Regions from separate parts of the Triticum aestivum genome. Here region 1 is linked to region 2. A link is a contact called in public Hi-C data. All regions are on one chromosome and are shown on one strand. The core of a region is the stretch at or near the end of the contact, and the rest is flanking DNA. Distances in the headings are between cores, read along the strand shown. Region 1 has its middle 110 kb from the start of LOC123085752. Region 2 holds the start of LOC123085751 (NAC domain-containing protein 1).

The links. Hi-C and Micro-C count contacts between places; a contact is called where the count stands out from the background.
Region 1: a Hi-C map of leaf shows a contact between it and region 2, with 2.5 times the contacts expected there. The contact joins the enhancer-like site here to the promoter of LOC123085751 in region 2. A contact is called at or near these places in 2 of 5 Hi-C or Micro-C datasets (both in leaf) and 1 of 1 datasets of contacts at active chromatin or transcription factors (leaf).

Annotation. Positions count from the first base shown.
Region 1 is chr4A:174,397,197-174,399,896 of IWGSC CS RefSeq v2.1, forward strand. No RefSeq gene overlaps it. Among protein-coding and RNA genes, the nearest start is that of LOC123085752, 110 kb to the right of the region's middle. Within about 2 kb of position 1,420, at least 1 of the 8 cell types and tissues checked has an H3K27ac peak or open chromatin away from gene starts, as enhancers often do. A contact at or near this core is called in leaf, where this site is marked.
Region 2 is chr4A:173,939,056-173,941,755 of IWGSC CS RefSeq v2.1, forward strand. LOC123085751 (NAC domain-containing protein 1) reads right to left here and starts at 1,293. Exons shown (of 3, transcript XM_044507448.1): 1 at 958-1,293; 2 at 504-811. The coding sequence starts at 1,123.

The DNA.
Region 1 (2,700 bases), core at 170-2,669, 460 kb after region 2:
ATAATGGTGGTTTGGCCTAGCGCTCTCCTTTTACCAAGTTGTCTTTCTGCCTGATGTCGACCTCTTGGATTTGGCCGTTGACGAGTTCCGGTCTTGCCCGTCGCAGATCTATATGGATTGGCGAATGTCGTCCCTGGATATCTAGACCGAAAAAGCTTCGGTGGCGCGCTCTCGTATTATAAACTAGAATGGCCTCAAGAGGGCGCAGTGCGAAGCTTCAATTTCTTATCGGTGTCCTGGGACATGTCTAAGTCAAGATTTCCAAGGCGCTAATAGAGGTGGCGAAATTCATGGCGGCTGCGATTGGAGGTTTTGAAGCTTTGGTGGAAGGGTGTATTGGATGCGAAGAAGACTGTGTGCACGTGTTTGGTGACTTGCGACACCGGCCTCGGCAAGAGGGGCGACAACACTGGAGAACTGCATTTTTTGTGGTGCTCCTCGAGTATCGAGTCTCAATTCCTAGGGTGAAAACCTCCTAGGGTGAAAACCTAAGATCTGATCTTCATTGGTTGTACCTTGCAATGGCTTTGCTGAAGGCATTGTTTTCGGGTGAACTCGTACTTTCTCCAAGGTGAAAAAACCCTAGATCTTTGATGGGGCAACGAGTATGTGTGTGCATCGTTTCCTTCTTGGAGGCGCTTCTTTTGGAGAACCCTTTCTGTAATCAAGGTGTTGTCTTCGGTGGTGGTTAGAGTGTTGTTGATGCTAGTGATTGATCACCGTAACGGTGTCTTTTTTCTTTTGCTCTTTTTACTTTCTTTTTTGACATTTTGTTGGTACACAGCTTGGTATCTTCACGATATTAATATATTCCCCTTGTCAAAAAAAAGCTCTTTTGGAGGCAAAACTGAGCAAACTAAAAAACGAGGGTAAATATGAGTAGTGAGTTCGACTTAATGAAGAAATGTAAATATCGCAATTTGAAATTGAGCGGGAAGATAGTTACCATCCTAGCAAAAAAGAAAGTGAAAAATAGAGAGTAACACGCTGGCAGCAAAAGAAAAAATCAGAGTAAATGTGTAAGTTTTAAATATATTGAATCTTGACTAGACTGATGAAGTCAGTGACTTTTTCTTTAGAAACATGAAGCCAGTGATCTGACTGAACGTCAGAGTCTTTATCCATCGAAAGGCCAGATCCCAGGTGTGAACAACTCTTTTAGCCTTAGTCCCAGTGCGCGCTCCACGTATTAAGGGAGAATTCGATGATATTTCAAGCAATTTATTATCTAAATATTTGATTTGTAAATTTGTCGTATGCTCGTAGGGTTTTCGTCTCAAATATACAGAAAAACTCAGTCTTGTTCGCTATCATAGAAAAACCACAACGACCAGGTCCCAGAATTATTGGAGTCGTTCTCGCACGTGTACCAGTGACCTGGATGGCATCGGAAATAATAGCAATGAGCGGGTTGGACGCCACAACCCACAAAGCGCTAACCCTATCCACAGGCCTGGATTCTACATGAGTTTAGGCACAGATAAGCAAAGTATGTATATAATCAAGGAAAATTAAGCTGATCTTTATCCTAACACGACCGATGGAGACCCCACGCATCAGCCGCGGTACAGAAGGCCCACTAAACACACGTTTATGGCAAGCCGTGGCCTAATGGCTAATTGCGTGATTATCCTGGACATGACGGCAGGATTTAGCAGCTTTTCCACGGACACAATTAAGCCGCTAGGGGTGTGGCTGGCTTCGTTTACGGGCGTGATTATCCTAAATCATATCGTAGTCAGGGGTTAGGTCGATCGCGTCGCGTCTATCCATTAATCCCGTCTGCGATGTGTCTATATACATATCGCTAGCTGCTATTATAGGTAGCTAGTCCAAAATCCCCAATGACTTGGTAGATTGTGTTGCGTTTGTTGCTGCACGCAGTCGCGACGCCCGGGAGGCGAATCGAGCGGTGAAGCTGGGCTCTAAAAATAGAAGGCGCAACAGCGACCTCGTGCGCGGATTTGCGCGGGCGTCGCCGTCAGGGAATAGCGAGCGAATTCTATAACGAGTAACTTTGCGGTAGTCGTCGGGCGATTCGCCAAGTCGCTGTCGAGGCACGTGTCGACGGCCGGGTGATCTCGATCTCGAACTGGTGGTGGCCCGGCAGAGGCGCGCTGGCGAGACGGAGATGAGATGACGAACGAACTGAGGACGATATGCACGTGCGGGCCCGCGCATGCAGAGGTGGGTTATATAGATATAGATCGACGTCGTGCCAAGAGTAAAGCTTCGCGAGCGATCTGGCTACGTGCCGCACTGCACGCCCATAAGGATTTGCCTCGCGATTAACCATGGACAAAAATATTGAGCAAAGACAAAATATTGGGCCAGGCACTTTTGGATAACTTTTTCAACAAGGGAAATATATTAATATCGCGATGATACCAATTTCACCTAGGCTCTGCAATAACGCAATGTCGTAAAGACATTACGGACAGTGGCGGTGCCAGGGGTGTTCTGTGTAGTCAGTTGACTACACAGGATTAGGGTCAAATCAGTAGAAGACGTTCAAAAAATAATATAGAATTAATCTAAATACAACTATTTGACATCACAATTTTGAATTGGCATCACAACTTTAAACTCCTGGCTTCGCCACTGATTACGGATGCACACAGCCAAAAGACAAAAGGAAGAAAAAAAGAAAGAAAGGCCCCTATACAATAATTAATTTCTTGTAGCTACGGCACAAATCAC
Region 2 (2,700 bases), core at 43-2,542:
ACGTAGTATTAATTTTAGTTAAAGAAAAAATCTAGAAATAAATGAATAAAGCTTTCAATCAAGCAGGCGAAAGGTGAATCAGTCATTAACACGCGTATGCATCAATCAGGCCTATCATTGTCGGATCTATTGACTTCGCGCAACCATGCCAAGTATGCCTAAAGAACATTTCTTTAAACGAGACACGCACATTAAAGCTAGCAGCTCTTGCGTCCACTGGCAAGCCACTGCACAACCCGATTCCATTTTGGCAAAATCTGACATGCCGACGACACGAACCCGTACGCCCTCCCAGAAAAATCGCTGTGCAAGTGCGCGGGCAGGTGCGTGCATATCGTTCGGTGCCACGCATGCGACTACCATGACACGAATTGACAGACATATAAGATCTACTCCTATATGTGGTTTTATACTCCATACTAGGGTTTTGGGTGTTCAGTTCAGTTGATTTAATTTGTTTATATGTTTGATTGATTGCTGTACCGTACGTGCTGGCGACTTACCCTCATGGAGGCGTTGCGGAACTTCATGGGGCGGTAGGTGTTGGCGGCGTGCGCGTCGGCGGCGGCCAGGCGGTATTCGTGCATGATCCAGTTGGTCTTGATGCCCTTGGGCGGGCGGCCCTTGTAGAAGACGAGGGCCTTCTTGACGCCGACGCTCTCGCCGGTGGCGCTGCAGCGGATGGGCTTGTCGGTGCCGGTGGCTTTCCAGTAGCCAGAGCCCGCGGCGCGGTTCGGCCGGACACCGTTGGGGTACTTACGGTCCCTCGGCGTGAAGAAGTACCACTCCCTGTCCCCGTAGCTAGCCTTGGCTGGAATTAATTAACCCCCAAAATTAAAGAAACAAGAGAAATAACAGACGATTATTGAGATGAGAGTGAAGCTAGCGCAAGTGGGAATCAAATGAATGGATCATCAGCATGCATGAATCATGATCTGTTGGTGCAGAGGTACTAACATGGCAGGGCCCATGGGTCGAACTTGTAGATATCAACGTCGGCGATGATGGAGACGGGGCAGGGCGATTCGGCGGCGCGGTTGCGGAGGTAGTGGAGGATGAGCTCCTCGTCCGTCGGGTGGAACCGGAAGCCCGGCGGCAGCATGGCCGGGTCGGACATGATCATCGCCACGCCACGCGCGCTCGATGACAAAAACCCTAGCTAGCTAGCTAGCTAGATAACTTCGACTGCTAACCAGGCTTGGAAGAAGATCTGGTAGCTAGAGGGAGCTAGCGATAGATGAGCAGAGCTTGTAGGTATGAGAAATGAGGAGCTCGAACTTTTGGAGACGAGAGGGGAGGGGCCGCTTATATGGTTGCGGAATTTTGTCCTCTTGTGCGCGTGACGCCTGGCCATGGCCCGGCCAGGAGGGAGGGAGGGAGGGCTTCTCTGTGGTTTCGTCGGGAAGGGGCCGGGTGTGTGGTTATCGTTGATTCGTTATTCCTCACGTCCGGCGTGATGGCGCCGGGGATTGGGCATGGACATGGGCCGCCATGACGTCGGCCGGTGAAACTCGCTGGCGCACGCACGTGTTGCCTGCTGAGCGATGGATTTGGGCCGAATCTCTCGCCCGATCCACCCGACACAACGGAATCCCACACCGTTTTTTTTTTGTGAAGTTTTCGGATCCCACACCGTTGTTGCAGAGTAATAACACGGCTTATATAGTTTCAAAAAAAAACACGGCTTATATTCATTCAGCCAAAAAATGATAGGAAACTCTGTTATTCTTTTTTGACATAAATGAATCGTTCCTTGGGTTTTTTGCCAAGGATGCATGAGTCAGAGTGTAGAGACTCCGGACTAACATATAGGCAACTTCAGCTAGATTAACAGGGATAGAACAAAAAGGAAGGTATGCAATATGTTGACAAATTTGTGGGTCTAGTAGCAAGGCCAGATTTAGTTCGACACTACAGTGAGATGGCGCGGAAACAGGTTATGAGGGTAGGATTTGTTTGTTTGGGCTTTTTCTGGCTAAGAAAGGCATATGCTACAGACAAGAAATTGGACCCGTAGTAGGGTTAGTCTGGCAAAAGAAAGAAAGCGTAGCGGTACCATATGCAGCTTCAACCTGTATTAGCTTTGTCTTGTATATGAATTGTGCTTGCTACTATTCTTGTGCATATTACCTAGTATGATATCGATGTGGTGGACCCATTATGCTAAGCAGGCTATTTGAACTATTCTTTTCTTGCGAGGGAAATAAGTTTGAACTATATGTTGGAAATATGGGCAATTTATTAAATGATTTTTTTACATCATTTAGCAAATGATTTAATCCCACCCTTGCCTTGTGAGGGAGTCCTGAACTAAGGGGTCCTCGGGCGTCCGGCCTGTTAGCCATGGGCCGGACTGATGGGTTGTGAGGATACAAAGACCGAAGACTGCGCCTGTGTCCGGATGGGACTCTCCTTGGCGTGGAAGGCAAGCTTGGCGATCAAATAAGTAGATTCCTTTTTTTGTAACCGACCTTATGTAACCCTAAATCCTCTCGATGTCTATATAAACCAAAGGACTTAGTCCGGAGGAGGGACAATCATTACCATAATCATAGCCAGGTTAGACTCTTAGGGTTTAGCCATTACGATCTCGCGGTAGATCAACTCTTGTAATACTCATATTCATCAAGATCAATCAAGCATGACGTAGGGTATTACCTCCATAGAGAGGGCCCGAACCTGAGTAAAACATTGTGTCCC